5 separate regions of the Mus musculus genome follow, and regions 1, 2, 3 and 4 are each linked to region 5. Evidence: chromatin contacts called from public Hi-C, HiChIP or PLAC-seq and Micro-C data. All regions are on one chromosome and are shown on one strand. Each heading gives the region's core, a stretch centred on a gene start, on an enhancer-like site or on the middle of the called end of the contact. The rest is flanking DNA. Distances are from core to core; before and after follow the strand shown. Region 1 holds the start of Sec14l1 (SEC14-like lipid binding 1). Region 2 holds the start of Tha1 (threonine aldolase 1). Region 3 holds the start of Septin9 (septin 9). Region 4 has its middle 31 kb from the start of Gm39478. Region 5 holds the start of 2900041M22Rik (RIKEN cDNA 2900041M22 gene).

Region 1 (2,700 bases), core at 142-2,641, 500 kb after region 5:
ATGCTCAAGTCTGAGGTCAAGGAACCTTGCTTTGCATACAGAATCACTCGGGTGCTGGCAAGGGCGGCTTTCTGGGCAAACACCCTTGTGTGTTCAGAGTCATCTAGAACCTTTTGCTCACCTACTTAAAGGAGGAGAAAAACAAACAGAAATATAAAAAGGAAAGAAAGTCCAGTGAGCCCAGTAGTCCCACTGGGGCTCAATCAATAAGGATGTTATTTTACCTAGATACAGTCAAAAGACATTCAAAAGTTCAAAACCCAGTATCTCGGTATCCCAAATTACAGGTGTTTAAAAAAGCAAACAAAAAACCCCTACGCTGATAGACTTCAGAGGATTGCTATCTAGAGCTGCACTTCTACAATGTTTACATTGCTTTAAACAGGTCTGGAACTTTCTCTGGTATGTTTGCTTGGCATAGCACTCGGAAGGAGCAGGTTACGTTGGAAAACCACCTTCCAACAGTTGGAAAACTACAATGGCTAATAACTCTGGGTGACCTCAAGCATGCCGTTCGCCTTTCCTGATTCCATCTGTGTGAGACGATCTTACACTCCCAGCTCTCAAACCAGACTCCTCGGTTCTCCAAACTCAAGCCTTCATTAATCTCGATTCAGGCGCTGACGCGTCCTGGAGCGCAGAGACCGCGTTCCATTCACTCTCGTAAACCTTACAACGCCGGTGCGCGGAGGGGAGACTAAGAATCGTTTATATTTTTTTAATTGAGAAAATTAGTTTTCGGGTATCTCTCAAATAAAAGGAGGATGATTACCGGGTGCTGACGGGTAGGAGAGAAGATGCAAGCACTGCGTGATGCCTTTATTAAGAAACTCTTAACCAAGTGACTACACTGAAGGACCAGCTTGCTCGCCAGCTCCCTGAACTTGGGCCAGATCTTGGCTTGGGGAGGTCTGGTCCAGATCCACGCCCTGCGCGGGCATCCGGAGTGACCACCGCCAAATGGCACAGGAGGCCGGGGCTGCCTCTGTTGCATGATAATTGGTATTTGAAAATCAGCCCAGGGTCGGCCCCGGGGGAGCGCCTCCCTGCAGGCCGGGGCTGGACGGAGGGGGCGGCGGCGGCGGAGGGACCCGGCTGGCTCCGCAGTCTCCGAGATGGCGAGCGCCCCGGGCCGTCGCAGCAGAGGGACCCTGCCAGGGACTGACACCCGGGCGCGCTCCTACCCTCCACGACGACGCGAGCTTACCTCTTGTCAGAAGGACCGGGTCGGGGACGCGGCGCGGTGGCGGGATGCGTTCATGCCGGCGGCTCCCCGAAGAGAGAGCCGTGCCACAGGCTCGGCTGCCGCCGCTCGACCGCCGGTTCCGGGGACAGGGGCCGGGGCGGGAGGGCCGAGGGGCGCGGCGAGGGCTCGAGTGGTTGTTACGGGTGACGGGGAGGGAGGGGCCAGCCCGGAAGAGGCGCGCGTGCGCACACCAGGCCGAGGGGGCGGGGGAAGGAGCAGGAGGCGGTTGCTAGGGAGGGGGAGGGGCGGCCGCCGGGCTGGCTAAGGGCCGTACTGCGCCGGCGCGAGTTACAGATCTGCGCGTGCGTAGGAGGGGCTCAGGACTTGGTCTGCCAGGACTCGGAGCGAGCCCCAGAGGCTCCTTCTCTTGGCGTCAGTGGGAAGGGGGAAGGGCCGTGGCGGCGGGCGAGGCTTCGCAGTTAGCAGCCACAGACCCCAGAAAAGATTCAAATGCGCACTCCAGCCGGAGCGGGAACTGGGACCTCTACGGAATGTCAGCTAAGCCGGCCCTCCAGCTTGAATGCTGCGCGCTTGCGCCGTCTGTGCTTCCTCGTGGGCTTCCTCTTTTTTTTCCTGCACTGCTATAGTGTCTGATTGCATTCTGGCCTAGTAATGGTGATGGAGCGAACAGGGTGGGGAGGAGATGGGTGTAACCCAAGCACCCTTGTCAACACGTCCAGATGGTTGGGGAATGTCTGGCTGTGGGATGGCTCTAAGGGGAGGGACCTCAAGTGGGGTGCTAGGTGTGCCTTGCGTTTCAGCGTCTCCAACTTTAAAATTTAAGAGCCACACACGGAGACATTTAGGGGTCCTGAAGACGGGCGGGTGACAATAAGCGGACACCTGGCGCATCCACCCACACAGAAAAGCTAGTTTTAGAAGCAACACACAATTTCTCCATCAGTGTCACTGTTGTTCCGTTCACATTAGTCACCCCGGATGGCTGTACTTGCACACAAGAGTTTGGGAATTTCCTTCAGGACCTGTTTACCCACCACACAAACATATCATTCATTGCTCGATCACACTTTATTTCCAACTCAAACCGTCATTTTCCAGCACTGCTACCCGCGCTACTCAGGCTGCTGATGACTTATGTCCACGTGTAGGGATCACATTCACCTTTAAAAGATGCTGTGGGAGCTGGGCAGTGGTGCCTTTAATCCCAGCACTTGGGAGGCTGAGGCAGGCAGATTTCTGAGTTCGAGGCCAGGCTGGTCTACAGAGTGAGTTCCAGGACAGCCAGGGGCTACGCGGAGAAACCCTGTATCAGAAAGAAAGGGAGAGAGAGAGAGAGAGAGAGAGAGAGAGAGAGAGAGAGAGAGAGAAAGGAAGAAAGAAAGAAAGAAAGAAAGAAAGAAAGAAAGAAAGACAAACATGAGCTCCTGGTAGGAGTGAATGGCAGCACCCATTGAGATGATCTTATCCAGAACACACCATTCTGACAAACCTAT
Region 2 (2,700 bases), core at 165-2,664, 260 kb before region 5:
TTGGCCTGAAAGTCTCAAATATCCTCCCGCCTCCCCCAACCCCACCCCGCCCCAAAGGACTGAGATTACAGGCATGAGCCACCATGCCTGCCTTTTGCAGTACTGAGGAATCAATCTAAGGATCACATGCTTACTAGCTAGGTGCTCTGTCACAGGGCTCTTGGGCATGACTTCCATGGAAGCACCTTGTCTCTCCAAGCCAATGGTATAGGAAAAAGAAAGATTTCTAGATACCTCCAAAACTCCGTTTCCCATATGTCCTAGAGAGATGGCAGACACAAACCCATACAGTCTCTTGGAGACTCTGTAACTCTAGCTCCAGGTTGTCCAGCGCCCTCTTCTGGCCCCAGTAGGTAACTACACTCATGTGTATCTACTCCCCACCCCACACATATGATTTTTAAAGTTTTAAATCTCCCCCCCCCCCCATACAGGGTCTCTGTGTAGCCTTGATTGTCCTGGAACTCTGTGGACCAGGCTGGCCTCGAATTCAGAGATCCGCCTACCTCTGCCTCCCCAGTGCTGGAATTAAAGGTGTGTGCCACCACCTCCCAGCTTTAAATTCATTTAAAAGAAGAATTTGGGGAGAGGAGAGGGGAAGGGGAGGGGGAAGGAGGAGGAGGAGGGGAGAGGAGGGAGGGGGAATGTATCCCATTTGGTAGCATGCTTGCCTAGCACTTACAAAGCCCTAAATCTAGTTCCCAGCACAGCGTAAACTGGGCATGGTGGCACACACTTGAATTCCCAAGCAGGACGGTCAGATGTTCAAGGTCAACTAGGTTACCCAGTGAGTTCAGAACTAATTTTGTTGTTTGTTTGTTTGTTTTGAGACAAGGTTTCTCTGTGTAGCCCTGGCTGTCCTGGAACTCACTTTGTAAACCAGGCTGGCCTCGAACTCAGAAATCCGCCTGCCTCTGCCTCCCAAGTGCTGTGATTAAAGGCGTGCGCCACCACTGCCCGGCCAGAACTAATTTTTAAGGAGAAAAATTAAAAAGACTCCAGTGGTTGAAAGCTACTGTTTATGGGCAACACGGTACCATACTTGATTCCTGGACTTCACATCAGTGTCTGCAGCCTGTTTCCTCGGGTGTAAAATGAGGACCGTGAGGGACTGGAGAGGTGGCTCAGAGGCATGGAACTGATTATGAAGAGAACCTGAGTTCCATTCCCAAACACCCAGGTGTTTCCCAGAGTGGCTGAGACGCTTAATTAAGTTAAATCTGCAGTGCCACGAGCAGTACCATGTACACGCTAAAATCCCCGGACCTCAGCTTTGTTTCCCACTCAGCAAAGTAAGGAACTGTCATTCCAAAATCTCCTAGCCTTTGGAACAACGGAACACAAAAACTACAACTCTCAGCATGCTGCGGGGCTCGAATAATGTATAAAACTCCAGAGAGGACTACAATTCCCATAGTGCCCCGGGCTTGCCCAGTTCAGGTCCGCGCGGGGTCAGAAGAGTCCAGTTACACGGGTTCCCCGCTGGCACGGAAGAGACTGTCCTCCGCTCCTGCGGCCGAGAAAGACGAGTGCCACAGCCATGCTATGCAGCCTGTTCCGGGCCGCCATGCTACGCAGCCTGTTCCGGGCCACGGTCCCGGGGCTCAGGGTGCCCTGGGCTCAGTGGTCTAGGAATTGGGCGGGGGTCCCAGCCCACGTGGTGGACCTACGCAGCGACACGGTGACCCGGCCAGGGCCGGCCATGAGGCGCGCTATGGCCGAAGCGGTTGTAGGAGACGATGATTACGGCGAAGACCCTACGGTCCACGGTGAGCCCGGCGAACAGGCCCGGGGCAGGGGTCGTTGCGGTGACCCCGGGACGCTGTCCGTGGTTCTGACAGGACAGCACGGACGCAGAGGGGTGCCTCGCTGACATTTGAGGACGCTCAGTGGTGCACTCTGCGTTCTTGTTCCTTCTCGGAGAGATCCCTGGTAATGCAGACTCTTGAGCTCCACAATGGACTTGGGGAGCCAGAATCTGCATTTTAACAGGACCACCTGGTGATTTCTGCCCACTGTCACCCAATTGCCCAGATGGGTGTTGTCCAGACTTGGCAAAGCAAGACCCCGAGATGGGCAGAGAGGAGTTCAAGGACCCACATCAGGAACAGGGAAGAACCAGGGTTTGAGACAGGTCTTACTACAAGGAGGGCTAACTACTCTCCTTCATTCATTGGCTGACTTCACAAAGACAAAATCAATCCAGCAAAGAAAGTGCTCGCTGCTCCTTCACAGGGGGGGGGGGGGGGTGCAGAATTTCATATCTAGGGAGTGCAGCGCGTTAAGGAGACAGCAAACCAAAGCCCACCCGGGGTCAATAGTCACTGCTAAGGTGGACCTCTAGTGCTGCTGTGTGTGCACTAGAGATCCAGAGATACACCAGAGATCACACTTGACCTTTGTGGACCCAGGGGTGATTGGGGCTGATCTAGAATCTCTTGACAACAAGATATTACCAGGAACTTCAAAGATGCTGAGCTACACTGCTCTCAGCAGGCACCTGGTGTAAACAGGTCACCACATCAAGGCTGGGAGGTCCTGGCCTCGACAGGAGTCTGAGGAGGGTGAACCAGGGGCTGGGAGGAGGAGCGAGCAGAACTCATCCCCGACCGCACACAGGGCTCAGGGAGACACGGGTATGTGTCCTCTGGGGACAGAATCTAGATCACTTTAGCACTGAGCATTGTGTCACAGACAGGA
Region 3 (2,700 bases), core at 78-2,577, 350 kb after region 5:
AGCCCCTCAGAGGGGCGGGGGCTCCGGGCCCGGCAGAGTCAGGCCCGCCCCTCGGAAACCCAGCCCCAGACGCGCGCGGGACACCATTGTGTAAGCCTCCCTTTCCACTGGCTTTATTTACTCCGGAGGGGGACGCAGGACGAGGGGCCACGGCACCGGCAGTGGCAGTCACGAGGCCTCTGGAAAGCCCGCGCATGCAAGCCCAGGGCGGAGATGGAAGGCCCACCCTTGGAGGAAACGGCCCCCAAGTATCTTTGCACTTTGTAAACTCAGGACAAGAGGCGAAAGTGCTGTCCTTGTGTGAGCGCACAGGCCCCCTCTCTCCCAAAAGGCTCTTCTCTCTCTGATGGATAAAGGTGTCCCAGGCCTGGATCGGGGGTATTGGACATCCCACCCTGGACCCTGAGACTCGCCGGGCCGGGATCCCCTCGGGTGCATGGGGCCTGCGGGCCGATCAATTTGGCAGCCCTTGCCAGCCCCGGGACTGGGCTCAGCCCCAACCCCGGAGCTGGCGTGGGGGAGGGGAGGAGGTCCACCCTGAGGATTCGGCCTCCCACTGGATCCGAGGAGGGGAACTAACTCCCATGCTGGTGAGAGCTGAGGGCGAGCACCAAAAGAAGAAAACCCACTGGTTTCCAGGGTGGAATTGCGCTCCTGGGGTTGTTCCCAAGAAGTCAAGCCCGCCCTCGAGGAGACGACAGTCCCAGAGCAAAAACAAACAACAATAAAAAGACGAACACCCCAGAGGCAGCATGAACCTGGGATCCCCAGGGGGCGCGTGGCCCCCAACTATAGGGTCTATCATCTACAGGCCCCCTTAATGGGGCTCTCCAACTCGGCAATGCGGGGTCTGGGGCGCAGAGCCCCAGGGTGAGCAAACCGGGGTCTTGCCTCTCCCGTGCTCATCCCGTCCCGTCTCAGGCCCGCCTGGAGGTTCCTGCCCAGCTCGCCAAGCAACCGCTGGGTCGGGCACCCACCTTCAAAGTCTGAAATGATCCCGTCCAGCTGTGCGTTGACCGCGGGGTCGGACATGGTGGCTGGTGCGCAGGGAGTCCCGCGGAGACCGGGCCCTGCGCGCTCCCGCTCCCGGTGCAGAGCTGGCCGCCGGAGCCCCTCGGCCCCCACGGTCGGCTGAATGAATGGGGGAGGAAGGCGGGCGCCGGCCCCTCCCCAAGCACCCGGGCCCCCGCCCCGCCCCCGCCTCCCGGCTGGATCAGGTTCCCGTACCCCAGCCGGCCTCCGCGACTCGGCACTGGCTGTTGCGCCCGCCTGTCAAAACTGGGCCTGGAGGGGATGGAACCAGAGCTGCTTCTACAGGGACTGCAGAGTCCCAGGCACACGACCTGGGCTGCCCCCCCTTCTCCCTTCCTGGCGGGTGCCCAGGGGACCGCGACAGACACGGCCTCGGCCCCTCCCCCTCACGCCCCTCCGCGGCCAGATGTGGGCGGATGTAGAGGATGTGGAGGCCGGGCCACAGCAGCGGGCGGGCGCCGAGGGGGACAAGATTCCTCCCCTTCCCTGGGCGCAGTGCTCTTGCTGCCCGAGGTTTTATTTACGCAGCCAAAGTTCCTGAGTGCCTCCTTCGCATATAAGCACGGGGCCTGCAAGGGTTAAGCTGTAGCGCTAGGCTAGTGTGGGTCTGCAGGACCCTAGACGGTTCACTACAGAGATGAGGGTCCCGGGAGTTCTCAGCATCCACACGTCGAGGACTGCTACCCCCTTGCACCCCCGGGGGTCGCTGCTGCATCCTTTGGGTAAGTGCTACGGAAGGGATAGGGCAGGGAGAGGCGGCCCTTCTGAAGAATCGTTGCAACGCCCCTCCCCCCTTCCACTGTATGGGCTTCCTGAGTACAGAGAGTGGACCACGACCTTCCCTCCAGAAGAGAGAAACCATAGTTCCTAACATCAGAAGGAAGGAAGAAGGCTGCTCCTGGGCTCCTTCCACATCAGTGGGTACCCACAGCCTAGACTTTCTCTGTCCAAGTAGCCTTCACACTTCAGACATCCACCGGGCAAGCAGAGAAAACCACGGGGCTATACAGAAAAAACAAACACTAGTTACCAGGAAGGGTCCCCAGGGATTGGGGGGGTGGGGGGAGGCGGTGTTCACCACTTCCTGGATGAGCCAAGTCTCCTGCCCGCTGGGCACAACCTTAGACCTGGGACCTCTCTGCTCAATCAGGGCTGCATGGATTCATAGCTGGGGACAAGTCCCTGCAGAGTGGGCGAGTGACTCATCCCCTGGTCCTCAGTGTGAGTCCCTGAGCTGTCCTGGGTCTGGGTCTGCTTTCTCCCTATTCCACCATTCTCAGTGAGGGAAGAACAGTGCTGAGACCTGCAGAGGCTGGTGAGGCTGCAGAGGAGAGGAGAAGCCTGGGCTAGGTTTGGTGAGACTTTTTTTTTTAAGCTGCTGGAATAGAGTCCTTCCTATTTCAGAAAATGTGCCCCTCCCTCCCTCCCTCATGCCTCAGATGGTTTAAAAACTATTTTCAACCAAGTGAGCTTTTGGACATGGAAAGTGCAAAACCACGGCCATTTTAGATGCACCCGCACCCCCATCCTTCTGGAAGCCTTACTTCAGGAGCAGTGGGCACCCCTGATGGCTTCTGTCAGGGTCTCAGCCTGCCTGGCAGTCTGACCATCACCAGGTCACCTGCCTATCCCACATTTGGGGGATTTCAGGATCCAATCTAAGAAGCT
Region 4 (2,700 bases), core at 149-2,648, 380 kb after region 5:
AAGTACCGACAGGATAGATCAAATAAGGATCTAATAACCAGCATATATAAAGAGCTCCCTCAACTCAATAACAAAGCAACTTGACTCAAAAATGGGCAGAGCCTGGTGTGAAGGCACACACCTGTAATCCCAGCACTTGATAGGCGGAGGCAGGACCATCAGGGGTTCAAGGCCACCTCAACTATTACTAGTCTTATAACCAGCCCAACACCAGCTACACAGGGAGAATGGTGTCCCCCACAAACGCCTACCACCCCAGACTCTTACTCTGGTACTCTCACACCCCATATCCCCATACCCCTACCACCCCATACGTCTATCCCCCCCCAACACAGAGAGCAGTGTCTGGGAGAAAAGGCTCTTGGGCAAGCTATATGGCTCAACTGGTAAAGGTGCTTGTCACTAAGCCTGATGACGTGAATTCTGTTTCTGCACCCAAATGATGGAAACAGAGAACAGATTTCTTCAAGTTGTCCTCTGACCTCCACACGTGTCAGGGCAAATGTACACAAACACAGATAGACTCTTTTTTTTTTTTTTCTTGAAAGGAAAAAAAAAAAAGGAAAGGCTTTTTGTGGATAGAATGTGGTGGCTTAAGTTGTGATCATCCCAGCTGCCCAGAGGCCTTAAATATCCTCATTTTTAGAAAGGCAGAGGGAGATCTGAGAGAAGCCGGTCACGAGACAGCAGAGGCAGAAGCCAAGAAAGCCGACGCTGCTGGAGCCACCAGGAGCTGGGAAAGCATTGGGCCAAGAGCTGCTTGGAGCTTCAGAAGGAGCTAGCCCTGCCCAGCTCGTTCTGCTTCTGATTTCTGACCTGCAGAGCTAAGCAAAGTCACAGCAATCCATCAGTCACAGCTGGAGCCCGCCAGAGGCTCTGCGGCCAGCCCAGAGGTGGGAGATGAGAGGACTGAATGGGGCAGTGAGCCTCCAGAGAGCCCCGGTTGTCTGCCTGCCCCGTGGCAGAGAAGACCTGGGACCCTGGTGTCTCACTACACAAACCAGACCCCAGCCAGGAGCATACATCCAATGCCAGGGCAGTTGGACCCTTGCAGAGAGCCATGTGTGGATTCCTTACTGGGCAGTGTCTCCCATGATCCCTGTCTGTGACTGCCCCATTGGCCTAGCCTTTCTCACCCTCCCTGTCCTCTCCTTGTCCCCTGGCTGAGTAGAAAGCTCCCTTTTAGAGAGTCAGCCTCTCTCTCTCTCTCTCTCTCTCTCTCTCTTTCTCCCCACCCCGTGCTGAAACACAAGCGCTTGGAACAAGATAAAACTGCTTAATTTCTAAGAGCCACAAAGCCAATCCAGAAGACTGAAAAGAGAAACCACGCCGACCCTTGGCTGAGAACGCAGCATCCCGTGCCTCTGGGGCCTGTCTCTGCTCAGTGACTCATGCCAGCCCTGCTGAGGAGCCTGAAGCATTTGCCTGGGGAAATCTCTGAGAGGACCCCGGGCCAGCCCCACAAGGTGGGAGGGGGAGCGGAAAGGAAAAGAAAGGACAGGGCAGAGCTAAGGATGCCCACTCAAGCCCTGAACCTCTTCCCTGCGGCTAGAAGGTCCCATGGCCCCAACCAGGGCAAGACCACACCCTTGACCACACCTCCTGGGCAGCAGGGCTGGACCGGCTTCAGCCACCAGTCCTTGGGGCATCCAGCCAGCCAGGTCTCCATCCACTGGAGTGCCCTGGCCCACAGCCTCCCAGCGTGGAAGCAGGGATGGAAGGAGGCAGCTTTCATAGCATCTGACACTGAGACAGAATGGCAGGATACAGCACAGCCAGCTGGAAACGGGGAGCCAGCCAAGTGCACACCAAAACCTCAGAAGCCCACCAAGGGGAGGGACTCAGTCTCACTCTACAGATAAGGAAACTGAGGGCAAGCCACAAAGTAATCTGCTCAAGGCCACCCTGCAGGGACAGGGCAAGAGCCTGACTTCCCCGGGGACTGGGGTTAGGATTAGGGCTCCAACTGACCCTAATTAATCAACTGGGTGAAGACCAGGCTGGAGGAGGGGTGGGGGTTTTCCTCTTCTGTCCTAGTCTGGCCATTTACGGCTGAGTTTTGGTTAAGAAAACTTTTGTAAAAATACATCCAAATGAAGGGTTCCTAGAGCGACAGTCATGCCTAGCATGGTGGCCTGTGCCCAGATCCAGTTACTCAGGAGGCTGAAGTAGGGTAATCCTGAGTTTGAGATCAACCAGGGACACATAGCAAGACGACACCTCAAAATGAAAAAAAGAAAATGTAAATGTCGGGGAGAACTGCAACTGTACAGCACCTCCAGGCACAACTGAGGCCCTGGATTCCATTCACAGCCCCCCCAAAAAAAAAGAGGGGGAGGGGAGGACTGGTCTTTGGCCGTGACCCATCCTAAGAGAAGGCACCACGTGAGGATGTAGCTCACTGGTAGAGTGTATGGCCCTGGCACAGTACCCTGGTCCATTCCCAGCATCACATAAACCTGCGGCAGGTTTGTAATCCCAGCAACCTGACCATAGAGGCAGCAGGATTGGGAGTTCAATACCATCCAGGACTACACAGTGAAATTGGGGCCAGGTAACCTGCCTCAAAACAAACAAAAGGAGAAGGTCTCGCTCTGGTCCGGTGCTGCGCTGTCCTTGGCTAAGGGCACCAGTGAGGGTCGGGTGGTGAAGGCCAGGATCCAGGGCTCTCAAAGGCTGCTTTGTTCTCTGGTCAGCCTG
Region 5 (2,700 bases), core at 16-2,515:
ACATCCTCAGCTGGTGCTGACTCCACACTATGCAGACCGGCCAACCCCAGGTAACAGGACTGCAGTAGGAAGGGAAGCTCTTCAGTCTCCTGGCTCCCACCGATGTGGTTTCTGCTCTGGATCTGCCGCAGCCAGCCAGGTACCAACGCCACCTGCATGTAGCTCAGGGACATCAAAGCTGTTGAGAACGTTTTCCCACTGAACTGAGCCTGGGTGGGTCCTTCACCTGTTCTTGACATTCTTCCTGAATCTGGAAATTGAGGACATGCTTGTGTGACTATCGTGTCACATGGTGGCCACCAGATTGTTCTCCATGACTCCTGCCACCTTTGTGTCTGAAGGTGGGACTGTGCCTGACCAAATGACCATGATACCCACCCCCCGCCCTCCACCCCATGCTGGCTTTGGCAAAGCAGCTGGATAAGCTCTGAGTTGCTGATAGAGGGGGCTATTTAGCCAGAAGTAGAGTGTGGTCTCCATCTGATCGTCAGCAAAGAAACAGGTCCAACAGCCCACATAGTGCGAGCCTGACAGCCCACAAGGAACTGACAGACACCAACTGGCTGAGTTGAAGATGGATCTTTCTTTCAGACGATTAGCAGTTCAGACTAGGATGGCAGCTTCATGAGAGCACAAGTGGAGGACCTGGCCAGAGGCTTGGACCCCTGAACCTCACTGTTTTGTTTTAAGCTCACTGTCTTGGTGTCATTTGTTACAAAGTATCTGGGAGCTAGTCTGCAGTCCTGTGAAGTTGAACACAAAATGATGAGCTATGATATCAAGACAGCAGCCACCCTGGTCAGGTCTCTCTCTCTCTCTCTCTCTCTCTCTCTCTCTCTCTCTCTCTCTCTCTGCTGACTAGCAAGGCTGGCACTAGGAAACAGTGTCTGAGATACGGGATCTGAAGCAGGTTCCTGGAGAAGACTCCAGAGCTATCACATCTTTGCTGGGTGATAACGGGTAAATGGTCTGACTAGCACATGCCCAAGCTTCCGACTTGGAAGGTGGAACTGGTGCTGGTCTGTCCTTTTTCTCATAAAAGGGATAAAGAAAGCAGCCTCCTAACCAAATACTCACCCTGCACTGCCGGAGAGATCCCAGCTTTTAGGACAGCTCGGAAGGCATCTGCGCGGTGCAGCTGCAAGGCGTGGTCTTGTGTGTTTTGCCGAGGGAGAAGTGGAAGCCCAGAGAAGTTAAAAGGAAGCACAAGACCATATAACCAATCAGCGGGCCAGCTCAACTAGCCTCATAGCTCTACTTCTAATGGGTGTGTGATGGGCGGGGCAGACTCCTGCAAGCCCGTCCTTTCTGAGGTCCGAGGTGTTCCTGCAGCGTGTAGAGTGGGCGGAGCTTCCAGGAGATCCCTGGTGGGGCGTCCTCCTAGAGCCTGGGGAGTTTGGAATCTTTGTGCCTCTTTATTAGACTTGCATAGCCCAGACTGGCCGAGCCTGAGAAGTGAATTTTTCTGTATTAAATAATTTTCCTGTTCCTGATAAGATCCAGCAACAAAAGGAGTCTAAGGAAGGAAAGGGTTGTTTGGTTCACAGTTCAAGGTCATTGTGGGGATGGTGTGAAAGCCAGAGTGGGAGACAGCTGGTCACATGGCATCCTCTGTCAGGAAGCAGAGAGAGACAGAGACAGAGAGAGAGAGGAGAGAGAGAGAGAGAGAGAGAGAGAAAGAGAGAGAGAGAGAGAGATGCTGGTCACATGACATCCTCAGTCAGGAAGCAGAGAGATGGATGCTGGTCACATGACATCCTCAGTCAGGAAGCAGAGAGAGAGATGGATACTGGTGCCAGGCTCTGTTCCTCCTTTTTGTTTAGTCCAAGACCCCAGCCCAGGAGGATTGTATCCAGTTCTCAATTCTGTCAAGTTAACAAGATTCATCTTTACATTCTCTGTCTCTCTCCCTCATAGGCCAAAGGCATGCATCTTGGGCTGTGCACACAGGGGCTGTGCTGGCAGCTTCTGGCCCACGTGAACCCACAGTGAAGCCCGAAGCAAGCTGTGGGCAGGAGGGCAGCAGGAAATGCTTATCCTGCAGGCTTCTGCAGAGCGGGTTCTAGTTTATACGATCTTCATGGGAGTCTTCCTTTGTGGCTGGTGGGTCATTCTCATTTCCACATCTGTGTTAATTAGCTCTAAAAGCATAGGAGGTGTAGGTTTTAATCTGATTGGTTGCCTGATCACATACTACAGGCTAGGGGCTGAAACCACAGTCACTGAGAGGGAGGAGGGAAGAGGGAGGAGGGAGCTGTCTGTTGTCTCCTCGAGCTCCATTCTGAGGACCAGCTTGGGCTACTTTTCCTGTTGAAATGACAAGACAACCTAATGGAGCAAGGATTTACTGTGGTGCATGGTTTGAGAGTGCAGTCCTGGCGTGGTGTGGAGTCTGAGGCAGGGGCCAGGTAGCATCTGTGAGCAGGAAGCAGAGATGAGTCTAGGCACTCAGCTCATGTTCTCCTTGTTATTCAGCTCAAGTCCACAGCCCATAGAACGGTGCCACCCACATCCAGGGACGGTCTTCTTACCTCAGCTAAGCCAATCTAGAAGACTCCTCCCTCACAGACATGCGCAGAGGTTGGCACCCTAGGTGATTCTAGATGCTGTCAAGTTTGACCATGAATTGTAACGAAGACAGAGCCCTGTGCTCAAGACTTCTTGTACTGGCTTTAATTATCTCCTAAAGGGTTTGCTTCT

The links. A called contact is a pair of places that touch in the nucleus more often than the background predicts. HiChIP or PLAC-seq counts read pairs in DNA pulled down with a chosen protein or histone mark.
Region 1: a Micro-C map of embryonic stem cells shows a contact between it and region 5, with 4 times the contacts expected there. The contact joins the promoter of Sec14l1 here to the promoter of 2900041M22Rik in region 5. A contact is called at or near these places in 1 of 484 Hi-C or Micro-C datasets (embryonic stem cells), 1 of 115 datasets of contacts at active chromatin or transcription factors (large pre-B cells) and 1 of 9 other capture datasets (embryonic stem cells).
Region 2: a contact with region 5 is called in a FOXA1 HiChIP or PLAC-seq map of pancreatic cancer cells. The contact joins the promoter of Tha1 here to the promoter of 2900041M22Rik in region 5. A contact is called at or near these places in 6 of 39 promoter capture datasets (hematopoietic stem and progenitor cells, liver, neutrophils and 2 more), 1 of 115 datasets of contacts at active chromatin or transcription factors (pancreatic cancer cells) and 1 of 9 other capture datasets (adipose tissue).
Region 3: an HNF4G HiChIP or PLAC-seq map of pancreatic cancer cells shows a contact between it and region 5. The contact joins the promoter of Septin9 here to the promoter of 2900041M22Rik in region 5. A contact is called at or near these places in 2 of 115 datasets of contacts at active chromatin or transcription factors (large pre-B cells and pancreatic cancer cells) and 1 of 9 other capture datasets (embryonic stem cells).
Region 4: a Hi-C map of the C3H10T1/2 cell line shows a contact between it and region 5, with 3 times the contacts expected there. The contact joins the enhancer-like site here to the promoter of 2900041M22Rik in region 5. A contact is called at or near these places in 1 of 484 Hi-C or Micro-C datasets (the C3H10T1/2 cell line) and 2 of 115 datasets of contacts at active chromatin or transcription factors (memory CD8 T cells and pancreatic cancer cells).

The regions. Positions count from the first base shown.
Region 1 is chr11:117,113,859-117,116,558 of GRCm38.p6, reverse strand. Sec14l1 (SEC14-like lipid binding 1) reads right to left here and starts at 1,391. Exons shown (of 16, transcript NM_001166506.2): 1 at 1,208-1,391.
Region 2 is chr11:117,872,240-117,874,939 of GRCm38.p6, reverse strand. Tha1 (threonine aldolase 1) reads left to right here and starts at 1,414. Exons shown (of 7, transcript NM_027919.4): 1 at 1,414-1,769. The coding sequence starts at 1,541. All of the region lies in intron 2 of Gm11725 (a long non-coding RNA gene), which reads right to left.
Region 3 is chr11:117,264,873-117,267,572 of GRCm38.p6, reverse strand. It overlaps Septin9 (septin 9), which reads right to left and starts at 1,327. Exons shown (of 11, transcript NM_001113487.1): 1 at 978-1,327. The coding sequence starts at 1,032. It overlaps Gm39478 (a long non-coding RNA gene), which reads left to right and starts at 1,389. Exons shown (of 3, transcript XR_880325.3): 1 at 1,389-1,754.
Region 4 is chr11:117,234,314-117,237,013 of GRCm38.p6, reverse strand. It overlaps a transcript of Septin9 not described here. Among named protein-coding and RNA genes, the nearest start is that of Gm39478, 31 kb to the left of the region's middle. Within about 2 kb of position 1,398, at least 80 of the 459 cell types and tissues checked have an H3K27ac peak or open chromatin away from gene starts, as enhancers often do. A contact at or near this core is called in the C3H10T1/2 cell line and pancreatic cancer cells, where this site is marked.
Region 5 is chr11:117,609,812-117,612,511 of GRCm38.p6, reverse strand. It overlaps 2900041M22Rik (RIKEN cDNA 2900041M22 gene), which reads right to left and starts at 1,265. Exons shown (of 2, transcript NR_015489.2): 1 at 1,078-1,265; 2 at 1-250. Gm35170 (a long non-coding RNA gene) reads left to right here. Exons shown (of 4, transcript XR_003949818.1): 4 at 1-689.